Linked DNA regions of Rattus norvegicus: region 1 is linked to region 2. Evidence: chromatin contacts called from public Hi-C data. All regions are on one chromosome and are shown on one strand. The core of a region is the stretch at or near the end of the contact, and the rest is flanking DNA. Distances in the headings are between cores, read along the strand shown. Region 1 holds the start of Rrp9 (ribosomal RNA processing 9, U3 small nucleolar RNA binding protein). Region 2 holds the start of Poc1a (POC1 centriolar protein A).

What was found. A called contact is a pair of places that touch in the nucleus more often than the background predicts.
Region 1: a contact with region 2 is called in a Hi-C map of liver, with 3 times the contacts expected there. The contact joins the promoter of Rrp9 here to the promoter of Poc1a in region 2. A contact is called at or near these places in 9 of 12 Hi-C or Micro-C datasets (the A7r5 cell line, Schwann cells, frontal cortex and 5 more).

Annotation. Positions count from the first base shown.
Region 1 is chr8:115,992,085-115,998,100 of GRCr8, reverse strand. Rrp9 (ribosomal RNA processing 9, U3 small nucleolar RNA binding protein) reads right to left here and starts at 1,921. Exons shown (of 15, transcript NM_001108778.1): 1 at 1,783-1,921; 2 at 1,461-1,543. The coding sequence starts at 1,878. It overlaps Parp3 (poly (ADP-ribose) polymerase family, member 3), which reads left to right and starts at 2,629. Exons shown (of 11, transcript NM_001008328.1): 1 at 2,629-2,743; 2 at 3,290-3,473; 3 at 3,961-4,086; 4 at 4,264-4,452; 5 at 4,627-4,747; 6 at 4,837-5,063; 7 at 5,320-5,469; 8 at 5,622-5,708; 9 at 5,903-6,016. The coding sequence starts at 3,297.
Region 2 is chr8:115,797,848-115,803,872 of GRCr8, reverse strand. Poc1a (POC1 centriolar protein A) reads right to left here and starts at 2,477. Exons shown (of 11, transcript NM_001109296.2): 1 at 2,109-2,477; 2 at 680-764. The coding sequence starts at 2,126. It also overlaps a transcript of Rpl29 not described here.

The DNA.
Region 1 (6,016 bases), core at 672-3,171, 190 kb before region 2:
AGCATCCCTCAGGTGCTGTCACAACCACCTGACATGACAGTTTCAGGGGATCCAATGTCTCAGGTCTTCCCTGGGCATCAGCATGTAGACAGTGCATACAAACTCGCACACACGCGCACAAATAAAAACAAACAGAAACCAAAGTGTTTAGCACAGGTCCTGGAGGCAGAAACAGGCAGATGTCTTTGAGGTTGAGGCCAGTCTGATCTATACAGCTAATTTCAGGACAGCCATGGCTACATGGAAAGTCCTTGCCTCAAAAAAAGTTTCTATGAGCAAGTTAAGACAACACATATTCGGGCTGGAGAGATGGCTTAGCGGTTAAGAGCACTTACTGCTCTTCCAGAGGTCCTGAGTTCAAATCCCAGCAACCACATGGTGGCTCACAGCCATCTGTAATGAGATCTGATACCCTCTTCTGGTGTGTCTGAAGATAGCTACAGTGTACTCATATAAATAAATAAATAATAATAATAAAAAAGGCAACACATATTCACTTTTAGAAGCAGAATTGATAGCCAGGTCTGTCTGTAATCCTGGTACTCAGGAGGCAGAAGCAGGCAGAGCTCTTGAGTTCAAGGCTAGCCTGGTCTACAGAGTGAGTTTCAGGATAGCTGCTACAGAGAAATCCCATCTGGGGGTATACTACAGAATTACTAAATCCTTTTTATACAGAAAGTTTCAGGATTCCCGGGACTAAGAATCTCCACCCCAGGTATAACACCCTATCCTTGGAAACCCTGTAGCCATCGCATGACTAGCTGAATGAGGAAGACTTCAAACCTCCCTCAACTCCATATGCAAGTCACCTGCCCGCTCATCTTTTCAGCCTCCCACCCTGGCACACTAACACCCCAGACTTGTCACGGATCCCTGAACCTCTTCCCTACCGCTCCACCACACTCCTCATCTCTCCAGGCTCAACTTTTAAAAAGGCTTCTTCCGTTCTCACAACACATGCCTCCAAGACACACGCCTCCCTACACCGCCTCTCTCCACTTGCCTGCTCCCCTGTGTTCCTAACGGTGAAACAAGTCCCTAATGTTAGAAAGGCTACATGTGTGACAATACACTCTCTAGCTTTAATTCTTCAGAAAGCTGAAGCTGTAGGATCATTTGGACAAAACTCATCTCAAATGGAGTCCAAGGACTCCAGTCATGTGGTGCTGTGTGAAAACTAAGATGTGTTCTGTACACTTTACCCCTTGCCTCTCAATCAATCCAGCCCTGTGCCTGCCTCCATGTCATGAAGCCAAAAAAGGTCTCAGGCTCTCCCTCCCCCAGGGGCCCAGGGTCCTTCCCATAGACTCGCATCAGAGATAAACGACATTTCACTGCCAGAAATTGAAGGAAAGACCCAGGATCTCGAGCCAAACACCCAGCTCTGTTACCAGTCGCACCGAGTTTTTTAGTCACCATGAGCCTCAGTTTATCCTTTCTCTCGGTAGAAAACAACTCACCTCTCACTCTCAGAATCGCTGGAAATCTCCTCATTCATTTTGCCGCCACCTTTGGACTTGCCTCTGCTTGCAGCAGAGTCTACCTGGAAATACAACATCCTTTCTTGGTCAAGAGCCCCGGGACTGAGAAAGGAACCTGGCACCTAGCCCTGGCCAAGCAGAAGGTTTTCCAGGATTTGGTGGGTGGAAGAAAAGAGATGGAGGCTCCCTTCTGAAAGAGCCCTTGGAGAAGATACACACATGCTCCGATGGGGGCCCTGGGATGGAATGATGGCTGTCCCAGTAACTAGATCAGTCGCGCCCAGGAAAACTCCATGCTCACCTTTCGCCGCCGCTTGCCGTCCACCGGGGCCGCCCCGGGCCCGGGAGCTGGCTTTGCCCGTTTACGAGTTGCCACGGCGGTCGACATACTGTTCATCAAGGTGCCGCAGCCTCTACTGAAGAACTCACATGGCTGCTAAACCCCGGCCACATGGCAAGACCCGAAACACTGATAGGGTCCCACGGCGAGGCGGGCCCCGCCTTCCGCAGCTCCATTGGACCCTTTAGAAGATCCTGTCACGCCTCCAATCGTCTATTGGACCGGTTCAGTTAGCCACGCCTCCAAGAACTCCTATAGGCTCCGTCGCCAGCCTGGAGTAGGAAGCAAGTCTCTCCTGCTGTTTCCGGCCTGGACCTGTGGCGCTTGCGCTCTGCTAACTCCCTGCTTCCAGGGAGGGGTGGGGCCAGGAGGGCATGCCTGTGCTTGCATATTATGGCCACAAGGGGGAGCTAGAGGTGCGGGGTTCTGTGATTTCCCCCACCCCCCGCCGCCCCCGCTGGGGCGGCGATAAAGCTAACCCAGCCAGGCATTTAAAACATAGGGAATGGATTTCCGGCAGCTCTGGAGAGGAGACAGTATCTGAACCCAGAGCCAAACTCACTGGGCAAATAACATGCTGCGTGTGCCTAATCAAAGCTACATGAGGGGCGAGTCAGTCCCTGCGGCTTTCGATATGTCTAGATTAGTGTCTTCTCATCTGTAGGACCGGTCACCAACCTCGGCCTACCCAGCCTCTGACTCACCCCACTAGCGGCCAAATAACTGGAATTCTACACCACCCCTAAGCTCTTTCCCCTCCTCTGGTGGTTGCTGGGAAATCCCTACCAAAGACAAACCGAAAGCTCACGAAGGGTCACTAGATGGGAGCCCAGACTTGGAACTTGTTTCTTAGGAGGCACACTCAGCATTCCTAATACCAGACAGAATAACAGCCACCTCTTCAAGGTTCCGTTTCTTTTCGGTGAGTGTCCTCTGGCCCTGCCCTGGAGTCCTCCACAGGGCAGGGAAGGGCGGGTTAAAGTGGCTTTTGCTCTCTGGCAGTTAGTTGAAAGCCATTTACCTGAAACCTTGGCTGGCACCCCAGAACTCTAGACTGTTAGCAAAAGGCTTCTTCACCACTTGGTCCTAAGCTCTAGAGAGGTAGATCCGGCTGCAGAGCTACTTATAGAGTCCTTGTCCTATAGTTCAGATGATTCAGCCCTTGCCAGATGACTGACAGAAGGAGGAAATGTTCTAGAAAGGGAGGTGCCCCAGAAGTGGGAGGGGTGAGCCCGCTTTCACTTTTTCTACCACTTCAGGGCACACCTCAAGCAGGAGAGAGTAGGGAGGCAACTTCTCCCTAGCCCCAGGCTGGGCAGAACTGACCGGGGTTCCTTAACCTTGTACTTGCAACTTAGGGAGGAGCATCTCTGAGGTATGAAGCGCAGTTTTGAAGATGGGGATTTGTATACCAAGGAGGAGTAGGAGAAAAAAGGCAAATCTGAACGCTCCCTATCTCCTGCCCCAGGAGAGCCATGGCTCCAAAACGGAAATCTTCCATGCAAACCGAGGGCTCCAAGAAGCAACGACAGGGCACAGGGGAGGAAGGCAGCTTCCGGTCCACTGCCGAGGCTCTCAGAGCAGCTCCTGCTGGTAATCGCATCATCCGTGTGGATCCCCCATGTCCACTCAGCGGGAACCCCGGAATTCAGGTGAGCTGAACCCATGTTCAGACCACAGCCTTCTCCTCCTCGAGTTCTCCGTCCTAGCCCAGTAGCTCCGTGTCTCTCAGTAAGCCAGGGATTGCATACATGTCTTCTGAAGACCACCAACGTGGGCTGCTATTCCATCAGGTCAAGGTGTATCATGTCTGACCACCAGACACTAAGATGTTACCTCTTACATAACACTAAGGAAGGGGCCTGGCTCAGTTTCCCCAGGACCCTCCTCCGTGTTCCTTCAGACTCAGCCCTCAGGGCAGAGCCAGGTCCTTTCCAGATTCCTCCAACCCAGGAAGCATCTCTCTCCAAATTCCCATGTCCACAACAGGGGCTTCATCACATCCAGTCAGACTGTGACCCCAAGAGCAGAGTCACCCAGTGCCAAACAAGTCCCCCCCCCATCCCCACCCCTGATGTTCCCCAGTGTGATACCCAGCCCATGCCCAGCCAAGCTGCCTTCCGGACTCTCTCTACACAGGTCCACGAGGACTACGACTGTACCCTGAACCAGACCAACATCGGTAACAACAATAATAAGTTTTACATCATCCAGCTGCTGGAGGAGGGCGGTCGCTTCTCCTGCTGGAATCGCTGGGGCCGAGTGGTGAGTGAGCCATCACCAGGGCTGCCCTCCCCCACGTTCCCTTCTCTGGGCACACTTCAAGGGGATCCAAAGAGCCACCCTCTCACTCCATCTCCAGCTGTTCAGAGGTCATCGGCCCAGCCCAGAGGCCGGCAAACATTTTTGGTAGAGCGCACCCCTGAAAGTTGTCCCTTGCAGGGAGAGGTGGGCCAGAGCAAGATGAACCACTTCGGCTGCCTGGAAGATGCAAAGAAGGACTTTAAGAAGAAATTTTGGGAGAAGACTAAAAACAAATGGGAGGAGAGAGACCATTTCGTGGCCCATCCCAACAAGTACACACTTATAGAAGTTCAGGGAGAAGCAGAGACCCAAGAGGCTGTAGTGAAGGTGAAAGGGCAGTAGAGGGCAGTAGGGGACAGGAGGGGACAGAGGGAAGGGACTGCCTGCCGCACATCCTCACACCCTGAGAGTCCCAGCCTCCCTGTCTGACCTCAGCCTTTTTTAACATCCTGCCCTGTGTGGGCGCCCTGCCCAATGCCCATGCAGGCCTTATCTCCCCAGGTGGACGGCCCAGTGAGGACTGTGTTTAAGCCCTGCTCCCTAGACCCTGCCACCCAGAAACTCATCACCAACATCTTCAGCAAAGAGATGTTCAAGAACGCTATGACCCTCATGAACCTGGGTGAGGAGGAGCTCTCAGCAGGGTGACGGGGCCCCTGATATCAGGGGCTACAGGGGCTGAGTTCATCCCTTCACCCCCCCCACCCCCAGATGTGAAGAAGATGCCCTTGGGAAAGTTGAGCAAACAGCAGATTGCTCGTGGCTTCGAGGCCTTGGAAGCTCTAGAGGAGGCCATGAAAAACCCCACAGGGGACGGCCAGAGCCTGGAAGAGCTGTCCTCCTGTTTCTACACTGTCATCCCACACAACTTCGGCCGTAGCCGACCTCCACCCATCAACTCCCCTGACATTCTTCAGGCCAAGAAGGACATGTTGCTGGTGAGGGCTGGCTGACCCAGAGGATACCAGGCAGGCTGGGCAAAGATGAAAGAAGCGAAGCGGATGGTCACATGGTCCAGAGGGATAGGCAGCAAGGGGCAGGCCGAGAGCCAAGGGAGGGTAGAGCCAGACAGAGAGATGGGGTGGGGATGGAAGAGCGGAGGCTTGGGGGGGGGGGATATGTGTCACATGGGAGGGGCTGGGCATGGAAGTGGAAGCCCATCCGGCAGGCAAGGTCCAGTGCCTATTCTCTTAGGTGCTAGCGGACATCGAGCTGGCGCAGACCTTGCAGGCAGCCCCTGGTGAGGAGGAGAAAGTAGAAGAGGTACCCCATCCACTGGATCGAGACTACCAGCTCCTCAAGTGCCAGCTTCAACTGCTGGACCCTGGGGAGTCCGAGTACAAGGTGAGCACTGCCCACTTGTCCTTCAGATACCGAGGGAGCTCTAGCTTGCAGCATTCTCTCCTGTGTGCCCAGATGTAAGGAGAGCTCTGGAGTGGGAAGACCACAGGGCACTGGTCCACAAGTCTCCCACCTTTGGCCTTTGTTCTTCACAGGCCATACAGACCTACTTAGAACAGACTGGCAACGGCTACAGACGCCCAGACCTGCAGCATGTTTGGAAAGTGAACCGAGAAGGGGAGGTGAGGGAGATTCAACCCCTATATCACTACCCTGTCCCTTAGAAGGATAACATTTACTTATCTGCCCCCTGCTGAGCTGGTTTAACAACCCTGACCAGTTTCCACCAGATTGAGTGTACGCCGGTGACCGGTGGGAGGGATACCTGAACCCTCACGAAGCATGTCACTACCATTTTCTACTTCCCCCCACTCAGGGAGACAGGTTCCAGGCCCACTCCAAACTGGGCAATCGGAGGCTGCTGTGGCATGGCACCAACGTGGCCGTGGTGGCTGCCATACTGACCAGTGGGCTCAGAATCATGCCGCAT
Region 2 (6,025 bases), core at 1,228-3,727:
TGGTGTTTTTCCTGCAAGTATATCTGTGGGAGGGTGTCAGATCCCTTGGGACTGCAGCTACAGACAGTTTTGAGCTGCCATGTGGTGCTGGGAACTGAATTTGGGTCAGGTCCTCTAGAAAATCTGCCAGTGTTCTTAAGCGCTAAGTCATTTCTCCAGTCCAGGGTCTCTGATTCTTGTGCCTTCTCTTGGGCTCTTTTCCTTCTGTTATTTGTTTTGTCCAAATCTGATGTGATAGTTTTTGTTTTATCTTATTACCTTTTATTTTGTTATGTTTTATTATTATCCCCCCCTTAGAAGCCTGTTCTTTTCTAATGAGAGAGAGAAAGGGGACAGATCCAGATGGGAAGGGAGGTGGGAAAGAACTGGGAATAGTAGGGAGAGGGGAAACTGTCATCAGGACATATTTTGTGAGAAAAGACTCTATTTTCAATAAGAGGAATGAATGAATGAATGAATGAATGAATACCTAAATAAATAAATGCTGCATGACCTTGTCAAGGCTCCTAACCTCTCTGAACATTAGATTCTGTTCATGCAAAAGGAGCTTACGGAGCCTAATCAGCCCAGTGTCCAGAAGGCTGGCAGCTAGAACCAAAGCCAAGGGCGAGAAAAAGCAGCATGTCTTAGCTGTACACTGGTGTTCCCATCTCCCAGAGAAAAACTCGCCTTCCCTTACCCAGGTGCTTGGTGTTGAGACTGAAGTCCACACAGGTAACTGCATCTCGGTGGCCCTTAAAATGTCTCTCCAGTGAGGGGTCCTCCTGGGAAAGAGCAAGGTCAAATGGTTGTAACCAGAAACAAAGGCTTCTCTGGAACCAAGACTCTTCCTATAACCAGGAGATGTTAAAAGCACTCGAATCACGATCTTGTACGTAGAAAATCCTAAGGAATCCACTAAAAACTAGTATGGCAAGAATAGGTACACAATCAGCAAACACGCGTCCAAGAACGAACAGAAGAATCAATAAATTCACAACTAATGAATATGGGCCCAGTGTGGGGGCAAACACCTTTAATCCCAGCACTTGGGAGGCAGAGGTAGGTGGAATTCAGTGAGTTCAAGGCCAGCCTGGTTTACAAGGTAAGTTCCAAAATAGCCAAGACCATAGTAAGTTATCTCCCTCTATCTCAAACATCAGAAATTAAAAACAAAATAAAACAACAACAAAAACAAAAAACAAAACAACTTTGGGAAAGGATATTTCTATGAAAGCCATTGCTATTCCACAAAGCTATACCTACCCTAAACAAAGGTGAGGCCCAGTGCCCAGCTCCGCCCAAGCACACCTGCAGGACCACGCCTTTTAACAGATGGTGGGGTAGGTCAGGGGGAGGCTCCAACTAAGCAGCAAGTACTCACTCATTCTGCCTCCTGTCCTCACCAGAGCCTCTTAGAAACATACGGGTGAGGTCGTGTCCATCCTAGGCTCAGTGGGCAGAAGCACGTTCAACCCTGATCAGTGAGACCCCTTCCCTCCCAATGCCTTCTTCCCTGAGCGGTTTCCTGCTTGTAGGCCTCCTCTCCCCTAAAATCTGTGTGTGGCTAAATGTAAACAGAATATCAAATTGGCAATCAAAAGTCTGGCTCCTATTTCTACCCAAGTCTTCTCAGGCGCCACCAGCTATCACCTGGTCATGTAGAAGCAAATTCTTATTTAAAAGACCAATTTAGAGTCCTTTTCTGGATTGGGAAGAGGGGTCAGAATCAAGCCCATGTCACACTGCAGGCCTCCGCCATCCCAGGCATCCCAAAGGCCTACTGCTTCTACTTGTTGGGAAAGGATGTCACCTCCAAAAAGACCTGTTGCTCTGAAGAGGACAAACTTACGAGGCTCACCCTGGCCACGTCTGGGGCCACGTCTGGGGCCACGACAAGGGTCGGGCCTTGATTGTGTCTTCCTCGATAAATCGTACATCCCAGAGGCAGGGACTTGTTTGTTCGCCCTGGTGGTCCAGCATCTAGCCTGGCACTTGGGGTGCTAAGTCAATGCCCGGCCCACCCTGTAATCTTGGATGAGGAGGTCACCTTAGAACCCCACGTCATCACCCGCCCCTCTCGCGGCCATTGTTCCAACCAGCCAGGCGCCCACTCTCCAGGGACTTACCTGGCTGTGAGCAGCCATGGCAGGGCTAACGGGGCTGGTAGTACCAGCGGCGCCCCAAATGCGGGAGATAGCTGGGTCGACAGTTGTGCCAGTTCAGTTTCCGCGCCCCCAATCGCCGCCAATAGCAACGCCGGTGGCGTCGCCGCGTCCCGCCCACCGCAATTAAAGGAGAAGCGCCCTAGGTTTTTGCCCTCCGACCGGAAGTTGGGTTGCTCGATGGGCGCCACGTTCTTGTCCTCTAGCTCTGCCAGATGAGGTAACCGGCCGAGCAGCCAAAAGCTTCACTTCGCTGTCACACTTTCCTCCTGAGAACTTAAAAAATCCTAGATGAAGGTTTCGGCCTTTCAGCTCTAGCTCTGGTAACGAAGCACACAGCCATCGGGGAAATGAAGTTCTACATAGCACTTACCCCACAGTCTTAATAAAGGTAGAACTACATTTCCCAAGATGCCCCGGGACGGGAGGATTTTTACCATTTTGAGTGACGGCCTTAAGGATTCCGGAAGGAGGATACTGGTATTGCTCTTGGCTTAAAGCTTCCGCCCAAGGCGCCACTGAAAACCAGTTATTAGCGCCTTGGTACCCCAGAGTGGTTCGTTCCTGCTCTTAAGGGTATATTTTTAAAAAAAGAAAAAACCGGAGTCACTCAGAATAAGAACCATGGATTAGAGAGACCTAGGTTCAATTCTTAATTCTCTACTGAGTGACCTCAGGAAAAATGCATCTACTCTGAGGACTTGCCTCCCCATTTGTCCTAGGAGGACTGTGATTGCGTCCCGTCTTGCTCAGAACTCTTTAGCCTTAAGAAGCCTTTACATACTGTATGTCTGAAAGAAGTCGATATATTCCCATCACTGGGTAGTCTGAGGATAATCTTGGGTTTGTGCTACATAGCCTGACCCGAGCTTCCAAAAAAAAAAAAAAAAAGGTAAAAGAAGCAATCCTCGGACCCGACCACCAGAGGTCGTCCTTTCCCACTTTCTGCAGTGAAGGCCCGGAGTGACCTATACATCTGACCTGTACTGGATGTTTTGTAAGAATCAAGAACCTTCTATCACCTCTCCTGAGGAAGCCAACTTGTCCATAATCAAACACTAACTAGGATCTGGCTGTGTCCTGAGATTTCTTACCACATGTCTAGGCTTGAAACTGTGTCCCTAAATCTGCAGGGACAGTAAACTCAGTAAACTGGCATGTGGGAAAGTGTATCTGGATCTAAAAGAATGACTCATTGGTTAAGCGTGTATACGGTTCTCCCAGAGGACACAAGTTCTATTCCCAGCTCCCGCATCAGATGGCTTACAACTCCAGTTTGTAACTCCAGCTCAGAGGCAATTCAACACCTCCTGTCTCCTGAGGCGCGCGCGCATGTATACACACACACACATACACACACACACACTCACACACACCATTAAAACGAATTTTTAGTGTTTTGATGAGAGATACAGGATATGTATCTGAACCTATTTTAACTATGTTGGCATAGAATTGGTTCCTTTGTGTTAGGAATGTTTAAGCTAGTTTAACATAGGCCATTAATTATGAAAGTCCCAAGACAAAAATAGTTGCCTACTTATACAATACTCTGGATCATTCCGTACTGTTGAGAGGACAGATTCCAAGTCTTCCCATAAACAGTGTTCAGTTTGTCTCTAGTCTGTAAGTGTCATGAGCACCCAACGCTAGAAACGTGATGGCCACATTTGTGTATTTCTACAATGTCAAAATGTATTGAATGTCAATAAATTCACGCGCTGTATCACTTTGCTGCTGCTGCTCTGCTTTTGAGATCAGGTCTCTCTACGTAGTCCTAGTTTTCCTTCCTCGGGCAGCTCCGGGTTGTTTTTTTTTTGTTTGTTTGTTTGTTTGTTTTTGTTTTTCCGGAGCTGGGGACCGAACCCAGGGCCTTGCGGTTGCTAGGCAAGCGCTCTACCACTGAGCTTAAATCCCCAACCCCTGTGGGTTGTTTTTTTTTTTTTTTTTTTGGTTCTTTTTTTCGGAGACCGAACCCAGGGCCTTGCGCTTCCTAGGCAAGCGCTCTACCACTGAGCTAAATCCCCAACCCCCTGTGGGTTGTTTTTATTTTTACTTTTTTACATTTATATGCATGAGTGCTTTGCCTACCTGTATGAATATGTGCCACACTTACGTCTGATATCAGATCCCCCGGAACTGGAGTTTCAAACAGTTGTGAGCTGTCATGTGGGTGCTGGGAACTGAAACCGGGTCCGTGGTAAGAGCAGTGGTGCCCTTGGTGTTCTCTCTAGCAACCAGCCACGGGCTCTTTTTATTCTTTTTCTTTCATCTTGCTTTTTATTTATTTTTATTTTTTTTGAGAATGTTGTGGGGTAGCCACCAGAGAAGACTGCTAAGACATGGATTTAACCAATAGAAAGTCCTGATTAGCCAGCCAGTGACTACACTGGGTATTCAAGATTCCCATAGTAGACATGAGCCTTTCTCAGGGTGAGCCCAAAAGCAAGGTTAGTACATTTAGAGAGTTTCCTACATCTCTGGACTTTGCTGGATTAGGTATTTGATGTAGTTTTGGCAGGTGGTGCTATCCATGTGCTGTGCTTTACGGCAGGTGGTGCTATCCATGTGCTGTGCTTTACGGCAGGTGGTGCTATCCATGTGCTGTGCTTTACGGCCTCCATGGTACTTCCACCACGGAAGTCAGTCAGTGCTAAGGTCTGGGAACCTGTCCCAAGAAGGGTTTCACATAGCCCAGGCTGGCCTGCAGATCACAACATTGGCTGAAGAAAGCTTTGAACTTCAGATGGTCCTGCCTCCATTCTGGAAATGCAGGTTTATACCATCGTGTTTGATTTACACGATGGTGGGGACTAAACCCAGGCATTCATGCATTCTAAGCAAAGCAAGGTCCCATCTGAGCTATAACTCTAGCTTCATGATTTCAGTCTTAATTACTAATATTGCTTCCAGATCGCCTACCTTTACATAATAATATACATGAAAGTATGTGTATGTATAAATATATAGGTATACACAATGTATTATTATGTAAACTACAAAATGACTACAGAGAGGTTTAAGAGGCTAGAGAGTTCAAAGAAGCCTTGCTGGAAGGAGAGGTGGGGAACGGGTACAGATGCAAAGAGTTAGTTATATACGTTAACATGGTGTTAGAGAACACAGTCGAGAGCTGCCAGTGGTGCCCAGGGCCACCCTGCAGAGGCACAGGGGCTGCAGAGACAGAGGGGCTGCAGAGACAGAGGGGCTGCAGAGGCACAGGGGCTGCAGAGACAGAGGACATCTCAGATACGGATGGACAGAGAACTTTGAATGGACCAAGTTAAACAGGGAGTTGCGCTGAGCCTTGAGAACTGTGAATTCTGGGGTTGGGGATTTAGCTCAGTGGTAGAGCGCTTGGGTTGAACCCCTGGGTTCAGTCCCCAGCTCCGAAAAAAAGAAAAGAAAAGAAAAAAGAGAACTGTGAATTCTGTTGGCTCCCAGACACAGTCACTTGGTGACTGGGCGACTGGTTACTGAAAAACAGGTTAATGGAGCTGTTACCATGGTGGCGTTAGGTGTTCTTTTTTATGGGACCCAGAGGAGGTTGCACCCTTCCTTGGTTTAGTCTGTTCCAAGGAGCTCTCAAGGGGCTGAGCATGACGGCACAAGCCTTTGATCTCTTTGGAAGCAGAGGCAGGAGGGTCTCTGAATTTGAGGCCAGCTATTTCCAGATCAGCCAAGGTTGCAGAGTGAGACCCAGGCTCAAAATGACAACAAAGTTCTCAGACCTGGAGTCTCTAGTATGGTTCTAAAACACCATGTGCCTACATGCTCCCTCCGGACACGGAGAAGGGTGTAGGTGGTGACTTCTCACTTGACAGAATGAGGTCTTCATCAGTATGTGTCTCATGACTGGTGATAAGTTACGTGTGCAAACA